Linked DNA regions of Mus musculus: all the other regions are linked to region 2. The links are chromatin contacts, called in public promoter capture Hi-C maps. All regions are on one chromosome and are shown on one strand. The core of a region is the stretch at or near the end of the contact, and the rest is flanking DNA. Distances in the headings are between cores, read along the strand shown.

The links. Promoter capture Hi-C pulls out the DNA fragments that hold promoters and counts their contacts.
Region 1: a promoter capture Hi-C map of pre-B cells shows a contact between it and region 2, with 6 times the contacts expected there. The contact joins the promoter of Ino80b here to the promoter of Retsat in region 2. A contact is called at or near these places in 4 of 39 promoter capture datasets (cranial neural crest, liver and pre-B cells).
Region 3: a promoter capture Hi-C map of hippocampal neurons shows a contact between it and region 2, with 5 times the contacts expected there. The contact joins the promoter of Lbx2 here to the promoter of Retsat in region 2. A contact is called at or near these places in 2 of 39 promoter capture datasets (hippocampal neurons and liver).

What each region holds. Positions count from the first base shown.
Region 1 is chr6:83,122,918-83,126,558 of GRCm38.p6, forward strand. It overlaps Ino80b (INO80 complex subunit B), which reads right to left and starts at 2,202. Exons shown (of 5, transcript NM_023547.2): 1 at 2,094-2,202; 2 at 1,668-1,860; 3 at 1,390-1,508; 4 at 1,077-1,246. The coding sequence starts at 2,151.
Region 2 is chr6:72,596,526-72,599,874 of GRCm38.p6, forward strand. It overlaps Retsat (retinol saturase (all trans retinol 13,14 reductase)), which reads left to right and starts at 2,077. Exons shown (of 11, transcript NM_026159.5): 1 at 2,077-2,271. The coding sequence starts at 2,103. Elmod3 (ELMO/CED-12 domain containing 3) reads right to left here and starts at 1,888. Exons shown (of 12, transcript NM_001253692.1): 1 at 1,797-1,888.
Region 3 is chr6:83,084,786-83,088,309 of GRCm38.p6, forward strand. It overlaps Lbx2 (ladybird homeobox 2), which reads left to right and starts at 1,580. Exons shown (of 2, transcript NM_010692.4): 1 at 1,580-1,837; 2 at 2,898-3,458. The coding sequence starts at 1,639. The coding sequence ends at 3,286.

The sequences.
Region 1 (3,641 bases), core at 952-3,451, about 11 Mb after region 2:
ATTGATTGTGTCAGGCTATCTATATGTATTTTTAGATGCCTCGGAATTTGTAACCATCCTCCTGTCTCTCAAGCTCTGGGGCACAGGTCTGCGCCACGACAGCCTACACTTCAGCAGCTTCCTAAGGAAATTCCTTACCCCTACTAAGCTTCACAGCACATAATTGCCAAAGTAATTAAGCCAGCTATGTCACTTGTCAGTATATATCCCCCTGGGTGACCTGGCCACACTCTCCTTCTGGGTCTCTGTGCCCCTGGGCTCTATGTCAGCTGGCCTCTCTGTCTGAGAAGCTCCCCTGGTACTGGAAATGTCATCTCTTCAAAGGCATTCTAGACTGGAAAGACTACTCAGCGGCGAGGAGCACCGGCCCTTGGGGAGGACTCTCATTCAGTTCCCTGCACCTACATGGCAGCTCTCAACTGTCTGTAAATCTAGTTCCAGGAGTTCTGATGACCAATGGCCTCCATGGGCAACGGGCACACACTCATCCACATAAAGTAAATACGATTTATCTTTAAAAAACAAAAGAAAACAATGAGCTAGTCCCCACAACTACCCTAATGTTTCTGTCTTGGCAATTTCTACTTCAGCATTCCTATTTTCTGTAGGATTTTTTTTTTTTTTTAAGGTTTATTTATATGATCACACTGTAGCCCTCTTCAGACACACCAGAAGAGAGCATCAGATCCCATTACAGATGGTTGTGAGCCACCATGTGGTTGCTGGGTGTTGAACTCAGGACCTCTGGAAGAACAGTCAGTGTTCTTAACCATTGGGCCATCTCACCAGCCCTATTTTCTGGAGTTTTAAAAAGTTACTTAGGAGCTCTGTGTGTGTGTGTGTGTGTGTGTGTGTGTGGCAGTACACACCTTTAACTCCAGCACTTAGGGGCAAAGGCAAGCATATCCCAGTCAGGGCTTAAATACTAAGATCCCAATTCAAAAAGGAAAGTCATTTACCTTCTGTCAGCATGCACTTGAATATCCACCCACCTTCCTTTCCTGTTCCTCTCACTGCCTAAGAAACAACAAGCTCTCCATATGTTTGTCGAGTGAATACAGATGGAACTAACTTACCTGTCTCGCTGTAAGCAGCCGCTCATTGATCTCCTTCTTGAGGTCTCCGTTGTCATCCAGCTCTCCCTTCTCCAGGGCGTCTAACCATCTCTGTTCCTCCTCTTCCTCCTGGCCCTCCAGATCCCCTGGCAGGTCCCGAAGTGGGGAGGGGGACAGATTACTGTCTTCATCTGGGTGGGAAAGTTGAAGGAAAGTGCAAACATTAATTTATCGAAGTTGGTCCTAGTACACTGAAAATTCTCAGACCCCACCCTCTTCCTTTTGCTGGTTAGAAATGAGCAACCCAGCTTTGCCACCTCTACGGTCTTCTCACCCAGCCAGGCGCGGTACTGCTCCAGAGGTACGCCTTCCATAGGTTCCTCTTCATTATCCACCACCATCAGGGGAGACGGTGAGCGAGGCCCCTCAGGAATCACAGTGAAAGTGGGGACACTGCAGAGTAGAAACACTACTCTAAAGTGAACAAGCGGCTGGCTCTCTCCTACTTTGGAGCTACAAACAGCTTTTCCGACCTGCTGGGATTCTTGCTGCCTTAACTTGGACCCAGCCCACCTGCTACTGAATTTTCCCGAGTTAAATACTTGATCTCACCTCTTGGTGCCCAGGACCTGTCCACCCAGCTTGATTTTAAGTTTAAGTTGGGGCTTGGCAGGAGTCTGCAGCGTCGGTCCGGCCTCCTCTTCCTGATGATGCTTTTTCTTGTGTTTCTTTTTATGTTTCTTGTGTTTTTTCTTGTGTACTCCGTGGCCGTGGGCACCTGCCAGGCTCAGCTCCAGCGTTTCCCCTGCGGAAGGAGAGCCTGTCTGAGGGGATCGGCCAAAAAGTGGCAGGGGGAAGATCTGACTAACCTAACAATTCAACTGAGTCCCACTCTTCCCACGTTATTAGCTGTTACCATAACAACAGCCCCGCCTCGCTCCTTCCCACCTGTGGCGGGCAGACCCGGCTCCACCGGCTCCACGGAGTTACAGCGACTCCTTTTTCAAGATCACTCGAGTTAGATCCACCCGCGCTTACCTGGCTCGGGGGCCTCCATAGCCCCAGATGTGCTCCCGCGCCGCCACAGCTTGCTCATGGGGTCCTGCAAAGGGAGAGGACTGGAAACTGTCGGGACACAAGCCGACATGCCTTTTCCGCCCCGCGGAAGAACGGAATCCAGCAAAATAACCGGCTACTTCCGGCGCCTGGCAACCATGTTTGTGCGTGGTACGCCTTACAGCCAAAAATATTCCGATAAGAAACAGGGTCCCTTCCAAACAAAAGTTCCGGCATTGCTAGGCACCTTACTGGCGCACCAGACTTAAAAAGGATTACGAGTTCGAGGCCAGGCTTAATGCCATCTTGTTCTCAAAACGAAAGTTCAAAGCCTCTAGGAGGCTGGAAAAGCCACCAAAAAAGGTAAGGTTTTCCCCTAACTTGGGTTCCCTGTATTAGATTCCTGACCTGTTCTGTCTCCCTTTCTCTGTGTTGCTGTCTCTTGTCTCTTCTCTTTGTCTATCTGCCTGTCTGTATGTATGTCTGTCTGTTTGTGTCTTCCCCCTTCCCTCTCATCGCTCTCTCTTCCCCTCCCCTCCTCCTCTCTTTTTCCTCTCTTCTCCCCTCTCCTCTCCTCTCCTTCCCCCCACCCCCATCTCCCCATTCTCATTGGTTGGCAATGAGGGGCAACGTCGTTGCGGTGCATCTTTATTTGTAAACACTAAGCTTCTCAACTAAGAAAAGTTGTGAAATAATAAGATTGACAGAGAATTTAGATTCCAGAGAACAGTTACATTGTAAAGAATACAAGAATCCCTCTAATGAGGGATCTAAATGAATTTACTACATCCCTGTACTGCGAAGTTAGGAAGCTAGTTAACTTGAACAAAACCAAACATAGCAAGGTAGGAAACTGGTGAGAGAAATTGCTGATGTGTGGTTGGGAAATGAGGGAGGTGGGAGACCTTTGTTTTGTTTTTGTTGTTTGAGAAGGGGTCTCACTATGTACCCCAGGTTGGCTTGGTACTCCGTATGTACCCAGACTGGTGTCAAATCCATGAACTTTCTACTTCAGCTTTCCTAGGGCTGAGATTACAGGCATTAATAACCAAACTTTGCTGCCATTTTTCACATATCCTTTTCCCCCTTTAAATTTTGTTTAAAATTTGTGAATGTTTTCCTTTATCTTCTAGTTAATTTATACATATTTTTTAAAAGCACAGAATTGAATATGCCAATAAATAAGAGAAAAACTCTAAAACCTGTGATTCAGGGCTGGAGAGATGGCTCGGTAGTTAAGAATGCACACAACTCTTGCAGAGGACCCAAGTTCACTTTCCATCTCCCACATCAGGCAGCTCACTGCTGCCTGTAACTCCATCTCTAAAGAAATCTGATAGCTCTGGTCTGTGCCAACACCTGCACTCAAGTGTACATAGGCAGACACAGACACACACCTGCACATAATGTTTTAAAATGATCTGAATGGGACTAGAGAGATGGCTCATCAGCTAAGAGCACTTGCTGCCCTTTCAGGGGACCCTGGTTTGGGTCTCAGTGCTGACATAGCTTCTCCCAATCATCAGTAAC
Region 2 (3,349 bases), core at 827-3,326:
GAATGTATGCCCAGATTCCTAGAAATCTGGAAGCAGAGGCAGGAGAATCACTGTGTATTTGAGGGCAGCCTGATCTACATAGAGTTCCAGGTCAGTTAAGACTACCTAGCAAGACTCTGTCTCAACAGAAAACAAAGCAAGGGCAGGTGAAATGGCTCAGTGGGTCGAGGTGCTTGCCAGCAAACTTGATGACCTAAGTTCAGTCCCTAGAGGGACCTAGAAGACTGGTAGAAATAAAGAAGCAATTGTCTTCTGACCTCCACACACGCACCATGGCACACACCGCTCTGCTCACCCAGATAAAAACCAAAAAAAAAAAAAAAAAAAAACACACACACACACAAGGGGCTGGGAAGATGACTCAGTGGGCAGGAGGGCTTGCTTCAGGGTAAAAACCTGAGTTTGGCTCCCTAGCACTCTGGTCGATGGAATTAAAAGGATTGCTGGTTGCTGGGCCTAGTTCCACATTCAGTCAGAGAAGCAATTCTACCAACTTCAAAGGTAGAAGGCACAGAGTGACAGAACAGGCAATTTACAGTCCCCCTGATCTTTCTGTTCCTATATGGGCATGCATGCTCACACCCACACACCAGAGAGTCAGTGTGGAAAGGCTGGGACTGTAACCTAGTGGCAGCAAAGGAGGCTCAACCCCTGATATCGAGGGGGAAAATGAGAGTGGATGGTTCTCACACAACTGACAGTCATACTTCACAGACTCAGAGGACTAAGTCAGTGGGGAGGCCCTCCACGGAGCCAGTCCTCCACTAGGGGACTATGATTTACATTCCCCAAGGACTGACTGCCAGTAACAAACAGCTTTTGGGCTCGACGCCTGGCTGCCTGTGATCTAGAGAGGATGGTGGTAACGTCCTCCCTGAAACACCCCAGGAACTAGCTCCCCCCCCCCCTCCCCAGAACCTCAGCATCTACCTCTCTTTTCCTTTCCTTCCATCTCGGCCTAAATGACAGCATAAGATACACACACATCAGATAACCTGGCAGGGTCACAGGTAGGACTGACAAAGTCTCGGGAAGGCTCTCCTGTTACTGTGGGGAAAACGAACCAAGTAGCATAGAAGCATGACCTGCTTTACATACCGGACTGGAGCACCGCTGGGGCCTAAAACAAGGACAAAACACTCAAAGTTACGAAGTCATTCCTCCTGATAGTGGGTACCTGAGGAAATGGGCCTCCTATACAAACAAATCCCTCTTAAGTCAAGTACGTATTTCAGACCTACTTTCCTCAAAGGGCAACATTAAGATGGTAGGATATCTAGACTGTCTGCTGGAGCTTAAACTCTCTGAAAAGCTGATTTAGAAGCTGGTGCGTCCTTAAATGCAAATAAACACACAGGATGATCCTTGACTTAGTCTTTCTTGAGGCTTGTCCTAGGTGGCTTGCACTTTGAGAGCCTGATAGAGTAGTTACGATTAGGGGAATCCACCTAGGGATAACGTCGGTGTGAGGCTGCCAGTCCTGGGCTGACACAGGTTTAGGAGAGCTCCTGTGCAGGTCTCAACAAGGTCTCAACTCAGATACCCAGACAGAGGCTGTGTGGGCACAGAAACTTTGTCACTGCTTGGAAGAGGAGAGGGGAGGAAAGCAATGAACTGCCTCCGAGGTTCCAGCGAATCCAACACGGAAAAGGCACCAGAACCCAGGTCTTCTCTGCCTCCCAGACAGGATCTCTCTCAGACCTGCAACTTTCATCCTTGTTGTGGTCCCGCGGTGACCATTTCCACCAGACATCGTCCTCCTCACCCTCACCTCCCTCACCAGACCCCTTGCTCACCGGACGCGTCCCCAGCGTTCCGGTAAGGGGGGGATCCCACATCCCCCTTTTCGCGCAGCCGTGCAGTGTCGCCTGTCTCGCGCTAGAACTACATTTCCCATTAGGCAATTGAACTCCTGCTCTGCAAAGATCATACGGAGGTCCATAATGGACAATCTTCATCAGTTTTGAGCAGGCGTGAGTCAAAATGCTTCGGCTCCTCCAAGTCTGGTATTACTCCAAGGACGAACTAGAGGGGCGGGGCCTCAGCTATAAAAGCCGAGCTCAGCGGGGAAAGGACGCGGTCTTCCGAGCCCTGGCAGCAACATGTGGATCACTGCTCTGCTGCTGGCCGTGCTGCTGCTGGTGATCCTCCACAGGGTCTACGTGGGCCTTTACGCTGCAAGTTCCCCGAACCCCTTCGCCGAGGATGTCAAGCGACCGCCTGAACCCCTGGTGACCGACAAGGAGGCTAGGAAGAAAGTTCTCAAACAAGGTCAACTGATGGGTTTCAGGCCTGCTCTCGGGCCTTCTGCTCATGTCTCCCCATTAGTAAAGTGCTGGGAAAACTTCTCTTGCACACAGAGGTTCCATAATTTAGTGTTCTTTGCTTCTGAAAGGGTGCAGGCATTACCCTTGGCACGCCAAATTCCAGCCCCGCCAGTTGGAATCTTTTCAGCTCACGGCTTACACAGAATAAGAGACCTTTCCCCTACTTGGGTCTGGAGCCAACTTTTCCCTATACTTCTGTGCATGCTCGGGGGCACAGGGAAGCAGCACTGAAAGTTTTCCTAACAAGCGGGTTGCAGGCAAAATGTAGTCCAGTTCATAGAACTGAAGCTTGATAATAACTTCGGAATTTCAGTACTGGCTAGGGATAAGAACTCCACTCTCCAGTGAACCATCTCTAAAGCACGTGTAGAGTGCTCCCAAGGTTTGTGTTTTTGAGACTGGTCTCACTTTTGTACTGGAGTTGGCTTTGAACTCTCTTCGCAGCCCAGGCTCAAACCCGGAGCAGCCCTCTTCTTCTGTCCCCAGCATGATGAGATAGATTACAAGCATGCACCAGCATGTCTGCCTTTCAACGTTTTACGGAAGTGTTGGAGCTGGGCATAGTGGTGCAACAATTTAATTCCAGTTTGGACTACACAATGAGACCCTGTCTAAATGCACACATCAAACCCCAAAACAACCAAAACCCCCAAATGCAAAACTTTCAAAAAACAAACAAGGATCACCTCTTTGACCTCCAGGAGCCTCTGACTTGTAAATTTTAGCCAAGCCTAGGCTAGCCTTAACTGCACTATTTTTTGGGGACTGACTTTGAACTCCTGATCCTTGTGCCTCTACTTCCTAAGAGGCACCACACCCAGTTATTTTATTATTGTTATTGTTTGTGGATTGGGGGAGAGGCAGGTCTCATACTTGTAGCCCAGGCTAGCTTATAACTTGCTATACAGGACAAGTGTGTCTCAAATTCACAGTGATTCTCCAACCACCATCAGCAAGAGATTACAAATGGTGGGATTACAGATGTGAGCCACCATGGCTTGGATGGAGATTTTTTTTTTATT
Region 3 (3,524 bases), core at 330-2,829, about 10 Mb after region 2:
ACCCCAGGAGAACCTGGGTGCCTGAAGGCTCAGAGTATCACCAGAAGAAACTCGGGACGGGGAAAACACCCCTCCTACTAAGGGGAGTGTCCTATTGTCGAGTAGCCTTTGGCCCAGGTTTCCAGGGTCTCCTAAGACCTTTTTGGAGCACCCAAACGCTTAAGTTAACTTGCCCCAAGGAGGAGGTCACTGAATAATAGTGGGAGATGGAGAGGCTACAGGAGAGGTGACATTGGGAACAATGTAGGAGAGACTGTTCTGGCTTTTCATTGCACTCCCAACAAAACAAAACAAAGCACAACAAGCATAAATAGAATTCTCATTTTGACTGCACAGTGGCTCACTCCACAGACGACTGAGCCAAGGTTAACTTTGAGTTTGAGCAGAGCCTGGACTACATAGTGAGACCCCAGCTCAATCATAAATAGATTGATTAAAGTTAAAGCCAAGTATGGTGGCACACACGAGACCAGCCTAGTCTACATAATAAGATCCAGGACAGTGAGAGCCTGTCTCAAAATAACAACAACAACAATAATAATAATAATTTAAATGAATTTTGGCTTGCATTTGCAACTGCCCTAGCAATGAAGAGGCTTGCTCTTTGGGAGTAGCCAGTCTATACCTATAAGCTGTAAAGCTTTCAGCTATCTGAGGAAGATTGCCTAGAAAAGGAACCAGGCCTATGCAACCTTACTGACCCAGCTTTGTTAAGCCAGAGTTGCCTTATTTCAGCTCAAGATGATCATGGAGTGCTAACCCAGATACAAATAAACGTGGAGGAGATGGGGACAGAGAACACAAAACGCAATGAACAAGCCAAGCCTTCCATTAGTCTTCCCTGGAGAGTGAGTGATCCTACAGGAAGTCACACCTGAACTCTGAGGACTTAATAAAAGGATAAAGTCAGATCTATAGCAAGCCAGTAAGAAGAGCTGGCCCTCTGGAGTCCAGTCCTCACTAGCCAGGAGCCCTCTGAGCAAGTAGTACCAGCCCAGGTCTCTGAGATCCTTTTGGGTGGGTTTTAACTTACTGGAGCCTCCAGGCTACAGTGTGGCCTGCCCCATTCCTTGTGGTATCATTTTATGACAGGTATTCCAATAGGCCAGGTTCTCGATCCTGGACCCCCACACTACACCAACCATCTCTAGCCACCATCTTCTCTTTAAGACCTTTTCCCAGGGTTGGGTGAGAAAGATAGGCAAAGTTAGGATGCTGAGTCCCTAACACAATCAGCCCTGATCCTGTTTCTCAGAACCCTGCAAGTCCCCAGTCCTTGAGGCCAGGGAAAGCAATTTTATTGCCCTAGAATTTATGAGCCAGAGTTTAAGTAGGGAGCCAAGCAGCATGCAATCCAGGGGAGTACATCCAGTTTGAATGTGCACCTCAAAATCAGAAGCCATGGGCTTCTTTCTACTCTATAGAAGAAATAAGGCTGCCAGTACACCTATGGGCACCCGATTCACTGAGGCCCTTGGAAGGAGGTGGGGGTGCAGGAGGAGGGGACGTGGGGCTTCAACTGAGCTCTAGGGGGCGGGTCCGAGGCAGGGGGCCCAGATCGGAAGCTGAGCGCTGGGGGCCTAGGAGGTTGTGAAGCCAAGCGCAGCAGAAGGCGGGATCGCTACAATCCCGCTTGCCATGAACTCTGTACATCAGCGCCGGACACCCTTTAGTATCGCAGACATCCTAGGTCCGAGCATGGTCCCCGAAGCACCTTCTGCACCGCAGCTTCCCGAGGCCGGCCCTGATCCCGCGTCACCACTGTGTGCGCTGGAGGAGCTAGCAAGTAAAACTTTCCTGGGCCATTCCCCGCGGGCTACACCACAGCCTTCTGAAGGTACACGCCAGCCAAGTAGCGGACTTGAACTGTGTGTGTGTGTGTGTGTGTGTGTGTGTGTGTGTGTGTGTGTGTGTGTGTGTGCGCGCGCGCGCGCGGATCTGTCTGTCTGTCCCTGTCTATATCTGTCTCTCCCTCCACCCCCCGCTTCACTCTCTCGTCCTTGGTCACAAAGTTTTGTCTGGCCCTGGCTGGTCATTTTTACCCACCCCCTGCCTTCTGCCCAAGTGTCAGGAGTTGCATTTGACAGGGCTCGGCAGGTCTCCTGAGTTAGTTCTGAGACTGCAATTGCTCCAGGGGGTGGCAGGGGCTGAGGGGTACCGCCAGGCTGGAGCGAATCCAGGGACCCGCTCGGCTGCTGGTACGTTCGCTGTATGCGGGGTAATCATGACCAAGAAAGGCTGTGGAAGAGAAAAAACGCTTGAGCTGCTGGCAAGAAAAGACTGAGGCAGGGCTAGGACAAGGCAGAAAATTCCTCCCAGCTACCTAGCCCCAGCTACCTAGCCCCAGCCCCAGCCCCAGCCCCAGCCCCAGCCCCAGCCCCAGCCCCAGCCCCAGCCCCAGCCCCAGCCCCAGCCCCAGCCCCAGCCCCAGTCACTTCTTGAGCCCTGTAGAAGATCCTTTGCAGCACTATTGGGCACAGGAACCGCCTTCCGCCTGCCTTCCTTCCCTTTGGGCTCCCGGAAAGAGAGCTGGTGTTAAGGACTTTATTTGGCCAGATGGGTCACCCGACCTCAATTTGGCCTCTAACTTACTACCACGCACAGCCTGGAGCTCCAAACGGCGTCAGAGACCTTCTCCAAACGGTCTTGACTCTCGTACCAGATCTCTGGTCAGTCCCACTCACCCTCTACCCGCTGGAGTAATCTCATCTCTCTGTCGTCAGCATTCCCACAGGCCTGCTGCACTTCGAATCCGGGTTCTGACCCGGTGTATAGGGATCGTGATGCTGGCCCACCCCGCTCCCTCTACCTGCTTAAGCCCCGCGACCCTAAGTTTTTCCATCCAGACCTCAGCCTCCTCCAAAGCCGAGACTGACATTTCCGTCTCATCCTGGCAGGCAGAGCCGCCCCGGAGGCGCCGCCGGGGCCTGGCGCTGGTGTCCGGAGACGCCGCAAGTCTCGGACAGCGTTCACTGCACAGCAGGTGCTGGAGCTGGAGCGGCGATTCGTCTTCCAGAAGTACTTGGCACCGTCAGAGCGCGACGGACTTGCTGCGCGACTGGGCCTGGCTAATGCGCAAGTGGTCACTTGGTTCCAGAACCGTCGCGCCAAGCTCAAGCGGGATGTGGAGGAGATGCGCGCGGACGTGGCCTCCCTATGCGGGTTGTCCCCTGGAGTCCTGTGTTACCCAGCACTGCCAGACAGCACTTCAAGCCCTGACCCTGGCCCTTCAGGGCCCGATTCTGAGCCCAACTTATCAGATGAGGAGATACAGGTGGACGATTGAAAGTGAAGCTGCTGCCCAGCCCTGGATTTTAGGGCCCTGGACCCCCTGCTAGAGGCCTTGTCTGGGTTCCCGGGTGGAGGGTAAACACCCATTTAGCTCTGTTCTGTCTCTTACTCCACACTCCTACTTTTCTTACTCGTTAAAGAATAAAGCCGCCACTCTGCTGCTGCAAGAAGCCTCAATTCGGAAAGCCCGCAACCCAAACCAAGGCAAGCCGCTACTCACTGGGAAATTCCTT